Linked DNA regions of Mus musculus: region 2 is linked to region 1. A link is a contact called in public HiChIP or PLAC-seq data. All regions are on one chromosome and are shown on one strand. The core of a region is the stretch at or near the end of the contact, and the rest is flanking DNA. Distances in the headings are between cores, read along the strand shown.

What was found. HiChIP or PLAC-seq counts read pairs in DNA pulled down with a chosen protein or histone mark.
Region 2: a contact with region 1 is called in an H3K27ac HiChIP or PLAC-seq map of thymic regulatory T cells, with 2.9 times the contacts expected there. The contact joins the enhancer-like site here to the promoter of Hif1a in region 1. A contact is called at or near these places in 4 of 39 promoter capture datasets (the HPC-7 cell line, macrophages, neutrophils and 1 more), 1 of 484 Hi-C or Micro-C datasets (CD4 T cells), 1 of 115 datasets of contacts at active chromatin or transcription factors (thymic regulatory T cells) and 3 of 9 other capture datasets (adipose tissue, liver and macrophages).

What each region holds. Positions count from the first base shown.
Region 1 is chr12:73,904,096-73,909,371 of GRCm38.p6, reverse strand. It overlaps Hif1a (hypoxia inducible factor 1, alpha subunit), which reads right to left and starts at 1,505. Exons shown (of 15, transcript NM_010431.2): 1 at 1,048-1,505. The coding sequence starts at 1,082.
Region 2 is chr12:73,602,589-73,607,820 of GRCm38.p6, reverse strand. The region is part of intron 1 of Prkch (protein kinase C, eta); the gene reads right to left. Among named protein-coding and RNA genes, the nearest start is that of Prkch, 20 kb to the right of the region's middle. Within about 2 kb of position 3,925, at least 58 of the 459 cell types and tissues checked have an H3K27ac peak or open chromatin away from gene starts, as enhancers often do. A contact at or near this core is called in macrophages and thymic regulatory T cells, where this site is marked.

The sequences.
Region 1 (5,276 bases), core at 256-2,755:
AATTAATCTCTTCCAGAAGACTAGAAGGACTTAACAGCAAATTAAGCCAGCCTTGTAACCACAGCTCTTACTACAAACCTTCAACTCCTTAAACTGATTTTCTCAAGGTTAAAATATCGAAGTAGACAAAATTGTGTGCTGGCGGCAGGGGTCGATCTTACCACCACTAGCTGTACTCAATTCTAAAATGTTCTCCTTAGACTCAAACCACAAGATGTTTCATAAACTTACACTGAATTCTCATGGAAGATTTCACACTTCAGATGTATGGTTTTTGGAAACAATTCTTTTCAGGTGTTCCAATAAATTTTCAGTATTTTAACCGACGGCTTTCATCATATATAGCCCCCACTCCATGAAATTACCGGCCTAAATTTAACCAAAACTATCCGTAAGTTATTTTCAGGAGTGAACGAGGCAGCCACATATTGATACATAACGTCTGGGCTCTCCTGACAGGTGATGCAAACACAAGTTTGTAGAAATTGGAAGTTGTTTACAATGATGCCATTTTCCTAAATTCCCGTTACTCTGATGGAGGCAAGTTTTTCCAGATTACAACCAAACCCGCACGTGCAAACTAGAAAGTTAGCGTCTTCGGGCCCCCAGAAGAAACTCCCTAACCTACAAAGGCAACGGCGGCCGCGGCGCAGCGAGGCGGCTCGGGGGAGCCCCGGGTCGGCCTCGGAGGGCCTCGACCCCAGGAAGCTGGCAGCGCGCACAGGGTCCGCCCGGGGCCCGCTGCTCGCGGCTAACGCGGAGGACGGGGAGGGAAGGCGCGGGAGCTAGAGGCGTACTCGGCCCTGGCCGGCTCGGCCGGATGGGCGCGCGGGGCAGGCTGGGCTGCGACGGCGCGGGGCGGGTGTCCGGGGCGGAGACCCCAGCCCCGCCGAGCGCAGGGCCCGCGACTCCCACCCCCAGCGCCAAGATGGCGACGTGGACCGCGGGGGAGCCCGGCGCGTGAGGCTGGGGGGGACGGAAGGGGAGCGGAGACAAAAAAAAAAAAAAAAAAAAAGCCAGTCCACGGAACGCGGCGGCCCGGCTTACTTTTTCTTCTCGTTCTCGCCGCCGGCGCCCTCCATGGCGAATCGGTGCCCGCGTTGTCTTCCCGGCCGGCGGCCCCCGGGCTCGCTCGGGCCTAAACGCCGGCTCTGTCCGCGCGCGCGGAGAAAGAGACAAGTCCAGAGGCGGGGTGGGAGGCGGGACGCCCCCCGGGACGGCGAGGCGGGAGCTGCAGGCTGCGCTCGCTGAGCTCCGGCTCGGGTTCCTAGGCGCTCCTCCGGCTAGCTTGTCAAGGCCTGGCTAGACACTGCCCGCGACGGCGGCGAGGACAGTCCTCGCGTCCCCTCAGCCGAGGAGGCTCTGTGCACTGAGGCGCTGAAGCAGCGGCAGGGGGCGGGCAAGGGCGGAGGCGCGCTCGGGCGCGCGGCGAGGGGAGGGAAAAGCCGAGGGGTGCGCGCGCCCGCTCAGCACCCAACGCGCGCGCCCGCGGGCCCGCCTCACCTGAGCGGAGGCGGGTTCCCGGAGAGCCAATGGTGAAGGACGCAGGCGGCCAGGCCCCACCCCAGCCCACGTTGCTCTCAGCCAATCAGGAGGAGGTCAGCTGAGCCCCAGCTGGGACGAGCTGCCCCGCTCACGTGCTTGTCTGTGTGCAGCTAGGGAGGGAAGAAAAAGGGGCGAGCGACGGGTGCGGCTGAGCCCAGGTCTGGGGGTGGGGGGGTCTCTGCACCTTCAATGGAAAGCTGCGTCTGGCTTTGGGAGGCGCTGCTGGAGCGAGTGGGCTGCCAAGCTTGGGTCCGAGCCTGGCTCGCACCGCCCCGGCTCTCTATAGAGTTCTCTGAGGCTCGCTTACTCCTTAGCTGCGTGGCTGGACCCGGTCGCCGCCCATCCCGCCCGAGTTTCCAGTTGAAAAAAAAAAAGCCAACTTTGCGTTCTGGCAGCCAGCCCCCCTGATGTTAGAGTGGGGTCCCTCCTTCCCAGGTGACCGACACCACTCAGTCTCCAGTCTCCGCTCTTTGCTACACAACAAGGGAAGTCTCCAAGTGATTAAGATTTTCTGGGCCAAAGTTTGACTACTGAGCAAATGCAGATAAAAATATAAAACAAATCCGTCTTGCCAAACCTCTCAAGGGGAGGGAAGTTGCAGGGCCATTTAAAAATAAACTATCTTAAGCATTTACAAATAAACAACAGCTTCAATAAGTGAGAGCACAAGCCTGAATTTGACAAGACAGGAAAAGGCATTGAATAGACTTATTTTGCTTTCATGTTGCTTTAAAAACTGACAAAGATCATCTTAAATGGATGCAGAAAAGGTGCAAGAATTGTTTCAGACTGAGTTTAGTTCACTGTTTAGACTGAAAGAAGAACAAGTCCTTCAACCTACAGACCTTGACAGGACTGCTCACCGGCTATGCTGGGAGCTATGGATTAAAGCCATCATTTTTAGTCGGTCTTTGGAAGCATAAATGTTAGGTCTGTGGGTATGGTGTGTGTTTGTTTTAAAAGTATTCCAAGCCCAACAAAGGAACACTTCGTGCCCGTGTGTGTACACACACACACACACACACACACACACACACACACACGTGTTATAGACACAACTGAGTCTGAATCTGGGGTCTCTGAAACTGACCTGACACTAGACTGTTTAGTATCTCTTCTTTGCCTTGTTAGTACATTGTTACAATCTAACTTTGGGTTGTATAATAATGTAGATATCTATGGTACATTTAAATTGCATTCAAATCCAAAAACAATGCCCTCTAGAAATACACATAATGTCCAGGTCTAATAAGACAATAAACAATGCATGAAGCAACTCAATACTCATAAAGATATGATTACAGCTGGAGATTTAGCTCGGTAGTAGAGGAGTGGTCTAGCATGCACAAGGCCCTGGCTTCAAAAAAGAAGTTAGGACTATATAAATAGATTTGAGCACTATTTTTGTTTGAAATCTAGAACATACCTCTGAAAGAGCTACAGGGTATATATAAAAAGAGTAAAAGACCAAAACTAATTACTTGTTTTTCATTTTGTTTTGTTTTTAATCATGGAAATATATATACATATACATACATACATATATATATGTATATGTGTGTATATATATACATATATTTGTGTGTATATATATATACATATATATATATTACACATATGTAGTGTAACACCCTGAAAGTACAGTGTTAAGAACAATGGCTGCAGAATTCAGAGTGAGCTCGGTTGTAAGCACCAGTGCCAGTCATTTAACCTCTCTGTGCCTCAGTTTATTCATCTGTAAAATGGAGAAGATGGTACTTACGCTGCAGCACTACTGATGGTTATAAAACAGAAAAATCACTTGAAACCACATAGGGCAATAGGAAGCCATCATTAAATGCTGTGGAGTATTGTTCTTGTTATCCCCAAATTCATGCTAGTGGCAGTTGGTCATGCCTCTGTAGACTGACCAGTTTCAACTGTTTAAGTGCCAGTGGTGTTAGTGTGAATGCTTACAGACTCCCTTTTTTCCCGACATTGTAACTTCCCAGAATGTTTGCATCTCCATAAATGAGGGCAGTTACTGAAAGCACCAATTGTTCTTGTCTTATAACTTAAGCAGTTCTCGCTGGTCAGGGATCACAGCTGTAGAATATAATGTTCTTGGAATAAAAATATGAGCTTTGCGTAATAGCAGGTCCAACTCACTTAAAGGTTTTTTTTTTTAAAGCATTTTGGAAAGTTTAAACAGAATGATAATTCAGTGGACAAGATTTTTTGAATATGTATTACAATTTCCTCAAGCTTCCGTTTCCCTTTGTAAAAATTTACAATTTATCATATTTTGTGCATGGCCATAAATAGATACCACCATGGAGAACAGTAATATTTAACCAAGTAGTTAAGATACAAAAGTGCCAAATACTATCTCCTAATTCTGATAATCCTGCTAACAGATCCCTAAAAGGCAAATATTCTTATTGAATAAAGTTAAAATCACTCTTTTTATGAGCTACCTATTAACACATGCATTTCTGTTGCTACCAAATAAGTGCATCTGCGTGAGCAGTCTTCTTCCCTCATTTCACAATCTGCACAACTGTCCAAGGTCCACTCCAACTCACTTTGCAGACCTTACTAAGGAGTTTAAGAGAGCATTGTAAAATGACTCCAATGACCTTTGACCTAATTGGCAGTGACTCACAAGGGAGTCAGGGTAAAATTTGAATTTAAACTACTACAAAAAATATGGAGCAATGAGCCTTCTGAAAGCAAAACATGCCAAGTGCACACAGTTTAAACGACATCAAACTGCAGGGAAGATGAGTGTTAAAAAGTGATTCCTAGCTTAGCATTCGCATCTGCTCTTCCTTTTCCTCTACCTCGTCCTCTCCCCACCCCTCCTCCTCTTCTCCTTTTTCTTTGTATATTTGTAACAATAACAATGATAAAAGCATATAATTTTGGAAGAATGTGTTTAGAAAATGGAAGTATTAAACATGTTTTTCTTAACAGGAGTCCAAAAAAGTAAAGATGATTGTCTGAGTGTATGCAAAATACAAATAGAAAATTTGAAAGTAGCACTTTCTCATTCTGAAAGTGACACACCCATGGAGATCAGAGGACAACTTTCAGGAGTCAGTTTTGCCTTCCATCCAGAGATGGAGCTCAGGCCACTGGGTTGGCACGGCCAGTGATCTTACCCCTGCTCCATGTGACCAGCCTGGACAGGCTTCTTCAAAAAGAATTCACTAAGAAGTTCTAAGGGCTTTCCTGTTTTCGGCCTCATATGCAAAGACCTGTTGTTGGAGGTATAACTGATTGGTAAAGCTGTTGCCTAGCATATCCTGGGTTTAATATTCAGTACCACCCAAACCAAATTACAACACACACACACACACACACACACACACACACACACACATACACGCACACAAAACCCCAAAATTGTCATTTCCATCTCCATGGCAAGGCACAAGCTAATCAAACTGAAATCTATAGTTATCTAATCAGAATTGAAGTCACAGAGGAACTACTGTCCTAAAAGTGAAAGAAAGACAGATATAGACAACCACAGCTTGACGGCTGTCCTAGTTGGGGTTATCATGGTGATAAAGGCCAGGGCCAGAGCACCTTGCTGGGGGAAGGGTTTACTTGGCTGACGCTTTCAAATCAGTGCTCATCACTGAAGGAAGTCAGGGCAGGAATTCAAACAGGGAGAAACCTGATGCAGAGGCCATGGAGGGGTGCTGCTCAGTGGCCTGCTCCTCATGGCTTGCTCTGCCTGCTTT
Region 2 (5,232 bases), core at 2,676-5,175, 300 kb after region 1:
GCCATTTCTGTGTGAATAATGCAGCACATGCTACCCTAGAAATAGTGGACAGAGGGAAATGATTAGTTAGGAAACAGAATAGAAACGGGAACTGAGGGCACATGAGCAAAGGAGCTTCTCTGGTGACAGAAATAGAAAGAAGCCCTCTTCATAAGGCCCCTGAAGTCGGAAACTGAGAAACCAGCCTGTGGGGCTGGACACACGGGAGTCTAGCCTCAGCCACTCCCCCCCACCGTGAGCTCAGAGCTATCCTATATTTAAAACAACTTAGTCCTGCACGACCACCGAGGTTCCTTCAGTTTGTACAGCTAGCGATCTGGGCCTAGGAAAAGCAGACGGCCACGCAAGCAGGCCTTGGGAGAAAGAAGACTCAACCCAGCAAAGGCCAGCAAATCAGGTCAGGGGTTGTAGCCTGTGACCATCCTAGCCATCTCATTCACAAGCCCATGCTATGCAGACCCACCAGCTGCCCCAGCTGTACCTACAGCTATGGGATGGTCCCACAGCAGACTCGGTGGCCTGAAAGGAACAGATCTGCTCACAGACAGCCACCAAGCACACACTCCATGACACTCATTTGCTTTTTGTCTCTTAAATTATCACAATCATTAAGTACTTGAACAAATGAAGGGGGAGAGAGTGGGGATGGAATAGTCAGGGGAGATTAAATTTGTCGCTAAAATCTGTTTTCAGTATGTCACGCCAGTGGTCAGGGTCCTTTCATGGGAACACATGCCGCACAGTGAACCTCAAGCCTGCCTTCTGTACCAACATGGCTGAAAAAAGTACCAGGTATCATCTAGCTTAAATCTCATCCTGCTTCCAATGGGCTTGGTCACACTAGGTGACATTTATTTCTGTATCTTGCTACATATCCAGCCTCACACACAGTAACTGTGGCAGTGGCTGTGGATGTCATTAGATCTCTTAGCACCAAGAGAACTTAGGATCAGCCAGCTCACTGCCCGTGTGAGATCAAGCTGTTGCCCTTCTATCTTGAGCACCCAAGTCACCACCCTTCAATTACAGGTTCCACGGTATTGGAGTGGCATGTTCACCATTTCAGGATAGGGGTGGAGCTTGCTAGAAAACACCACTAGAAATCAACATCCAACAGAGCATGCACTACAGCATGCAAAACCTGTTTGGTATAATATCCAGGTTCTGGGAGCACAGGGCACACGCACACTTAACAACTGCCCATCAAGGTTCTGGACCTCAGAAAAGCCAACCGCCCCAACTACACTTTCTTACACAAGACTCACACCTAGAAAGCATTTGTTCTGAATATCCCAGATGAGTTTCTTGGTGTTAAAGACAATTCTACCCATTCCAGCTTGATCAAGTTATAGACAAAACTCTTCTCTGTACACATATTTATGCTTCCACACAAATTTTTTTACATTTTTGCAGTGTGTCATGGGATGTTCTATAACAAAACATTACTCAAAATATTGCCTAGTGACCAAAAGCGAGATTTTTACTTCTCGCATTAAGTTTGACGTAAGGCAAGGGTAGGAAGAAACCTGTTATCCACCCTGCAGTCTCTACTCCGCCTGTTAGCTTAGCCCAAGAACAAATGAAACTCTTTTCCTAACAGTTTAATCCCTTCATTGTTTGAGAGGATCAACTGGTAAGTCTCCTCTGTCCTGTCCAATGTCATATTTGTTGGTCATTGTCCTCGTTTGGTTCTTCCTGCTGTGGTAAACCCCCTGACAAAAACAACTGAGGGAGGGACCGGTGTGTCCCATCTGATGCTTCCCTGTCAGTCGGTCACTGAGGGAAGTCAGTGCAGGAACTAAGGCAGGAGCCTAGAGGCAGAACTGGAGGAACACTTCACTGGCTTGCTTCCCTGCTTGTTCAACTTGTTTTTTATTCAACCCAGGACCACCTATCCATTTCATTCACAAACAAACCTATACTAAACAGACCTGCCAGCTGTCCCAGATGTATCTACAGCTAATCAGATGGTCCCACAGCAGGCTTTGTGGCCTGAAAGGAACAGGTCTGCTCTCCAGAAGCCTGGGCCCTCCCACACCAATCATTAATCAAGAAAATGTCCCCACAGACTTGTCCACAGACAATCTGATAGAGGCATTTTCTAAACTGAGGTCTCCTCCTTTCTAGATGTACCCGTGTCAAGTTTACCAGACCAACACAGGCTCCATTACCCCACAAACTTAGCCATAGAAAGACCTGCTCTCTTGCTTGGGTTACATTTGTTTGAGACTCGTTCATTTCTTAATTGAAGTTGCATTAAGCACCTTCTCTTGGCAGTTACTCTAGGCTCCAAGCCAGACCTTTGATTAATCAACCCCCAAACCAGGTCCTCGTGGCAAGTGCTTCACCTCAGTTATTGATAAATAGGAAATCCAGGCACAGAGCCTCCGGCCTGCAGTGCCATCAGCTGGGAGGCTGAGACAGGATGATAACAAGTTGTAGGCCAGTCTGCACATGAGAGAACCTACCAGAAAATAACAACCACCACCACCACAACAAAGGGTTGACTAGAATCCAGGCCACCTCGTGAAGGCAGCAAGTGTATATAAAGAGGATAAGAGGGAAATAAAAAACTCACTGAGAACAATGTCTGATCCCCAAAGAAACAGGGACAAAAAATCACCTTCTCCATAGCTAACGATCCCTGGCTGGGTTGAAGATGATACCACAGGCTTCAGTGCCTTATGTGCCGTTTATATTCACTGAGCGGGAAACATGAAGCCATCTTTCCAGATGCCAACTTTCAACGAACCAGTAAGGATTGCTCGTTATCAGTTCTCGTGTAAACCCTGGGGTTCAAGACACCACAGTGGTCCCAGAAGCCACTGGAAAATTCACACCGAGGGATGGAAAGAACTGTTGCATTTTCAACGGGGATGGTGACACCTCCGCCCTGTGGGTTCTGTGCACAGCCACCACAGTGACACAGACAAAGGGCAGAGTTCCTGTGGAAACACTTACAGTGCGATGCTTCTGATCAAGTCGGGTCTTTGAAAAAAAAAACACAAAGGCTAGTTCGCCCCAACAGTAGGGGGTAATGAAGCCCAGTGGAAAGACGGGTCTGGAGCCAGTAAGTCGGATTCCAACTAAGTCAAACATTGACTGCCCTTAGGCAGAGATAAAAAGAAAATCTCTCATTAACTGAGAGATAAAGCCCGAAGATAGGTGGGACACATTCTGGCATCTTCAGACCTCTAGAGCGGTGCTTACTGATCAACTCATCATCAAGGGTACCTCTCCCAGCCGTATCTAACGCTAGAAAATGACAAACCACAACCATCAACATCCTTATGAATAAGGAGAGTACCATATGATTCTTAAAATGTGATCCACCATCTTTCTCTGTGCACTGAATTAGTAGCTTATTGTAAGCAGGGCCTTCTCTTGCAAATCAGTTTGGCAGTGCAGTTCACAACAAATGGATACCTAGAACTCTCTCTGCCCATCCCATAAAGTACCAGAGCTGGACCACAGAGATAGGTATCAGGGTTTTTACAAGGATATTCCCACAAGGGTACCCACATGTCTCCCAACTATCACAGAGACTTCTGCCAACTCCAGGGAAGGAAAAGAACCCTTTCTCATGGCTCCCTTCAAGGTGTCCAATCCAACTGACATTCCTTCAGCACAGTCTGTGGGGCAGCGGTGTCAGGGGCTTAAACATCTGCCTTCATCAGGAAGCCAGTTTCCACCAACAGTCTGACCTAGGCACATTTACTTGCTGAAAGCACTCAGCTAGTATCTGCCTGGTGAAAAGAAAGACAGGAACAGGGGAAACTCCAGGTGACAAATTTAGATCCTCAAGATGAAGAGGAGAGAAGGCGTGCACATCACCTTCAGCATGGTTAACACCGACCTACCCTGGAGACTGACTCCGGGACCCACTTCCTACAAGACGTGCCCGCTGCATACTCAGAGGTACAACTCTCTAGTTCCCTACTGACACTTCTATCCTGAACTCAGTCATCTCTGATGACATCATGAGTGGTTCTGCCCTCCAACCACAGGACAACAACCTCCAAAGAGCACCTGATCTGTTCTCCTGTCATAGGAAAGCCTAAAGCACGTGTTGAGATGTGTGTGCTCAGGCCTGTTTGTGGGTGTTACACAGACAGGGACATTTCTTCTACAGACCCTCCTTCACTCCATCAGACATTATTACCCAAGTCCTCTCCCTCCTCCTCCAACAGTTACTAATGACGAAGCAACTGAAACATGAGCAGAAGGAGGAACAGGAAAAGCTCATCCATGTATGAACTTGGAAGCCAGGCAAGCACGAGGAGGAAGAGACATGGTCGGAGCCAGCCTGTGAGGATCTTCCCCAGCAGCCTGAGGAAGGGAACAGGATTCATTTAGAAGCCCTCCAGCAGAAAAGCTGTTAGTGTTGAGTCTTAGGAAGCTCCTTGGGGCGGCCCTGAGGATTCATCTGAGACAATAAGTCTATTTTGTGAAGAAAGCTCTACAGCTATCTCAATAATCCATACAGGTGATAAGAATACCAAAAGGGATGATGCTGATGGAAAGGGGAAAAATCACACAGCAAACCATTTGCAATCCAATTCATCAGAATCCGACAATAAATGAACTTGGGGGCAGACGGAAGGAAACAGACACAATGGTACCCGGCTGACCGGAATGATGGTGAGCTCTGACAGGAAATGGGCAGAGGAGCAGGGTGATCATGAGATGTAAGTGAGTGTTTAATTGTGAACTTGTTGGCTTGGAGATGTGTAGAGGATGCCCAAGTGGTCGTGTGCAGAAGCACATTAGACCCTCAAGTGGTCCGCTCTTGCACGTGCCTCAGGTGGAAAAGGTGTGTGCCATAGTTTTCCCCTCTTCCTAATCCTGCTGTGGGAGGGGGAAGGCCAAAGGAGACAGAGTAGAAAGCCCTTTGCCCTCTTTGAATCTGCCTATTGCTTGAAGCAGAGGTCACAGTCAGCAGGAAAGATGGGACGTGGGGCTTTTGAGCCCCTGGCACAAGAACAATACAGTGAAGAGTATACAAGAAGGTAACGCCATCTGGAGTGTGATGTCTGATGCATGGTGGAAGAGGTACAAAAGAAATAAAGAGAAAAACATCCCTCAGTAAGCACTGAAGAAACACAGAACCCAAAGAGCCCAAAAGAGAAAGAAGTAGCCACCCAGATCAGTAACAAGCAACCTATGGGACACCATGGGTGCCCCTGGGTTCAGCTGGAGCCAAGACCTTGTGCCTCGGCTTCAGGAAGGCTG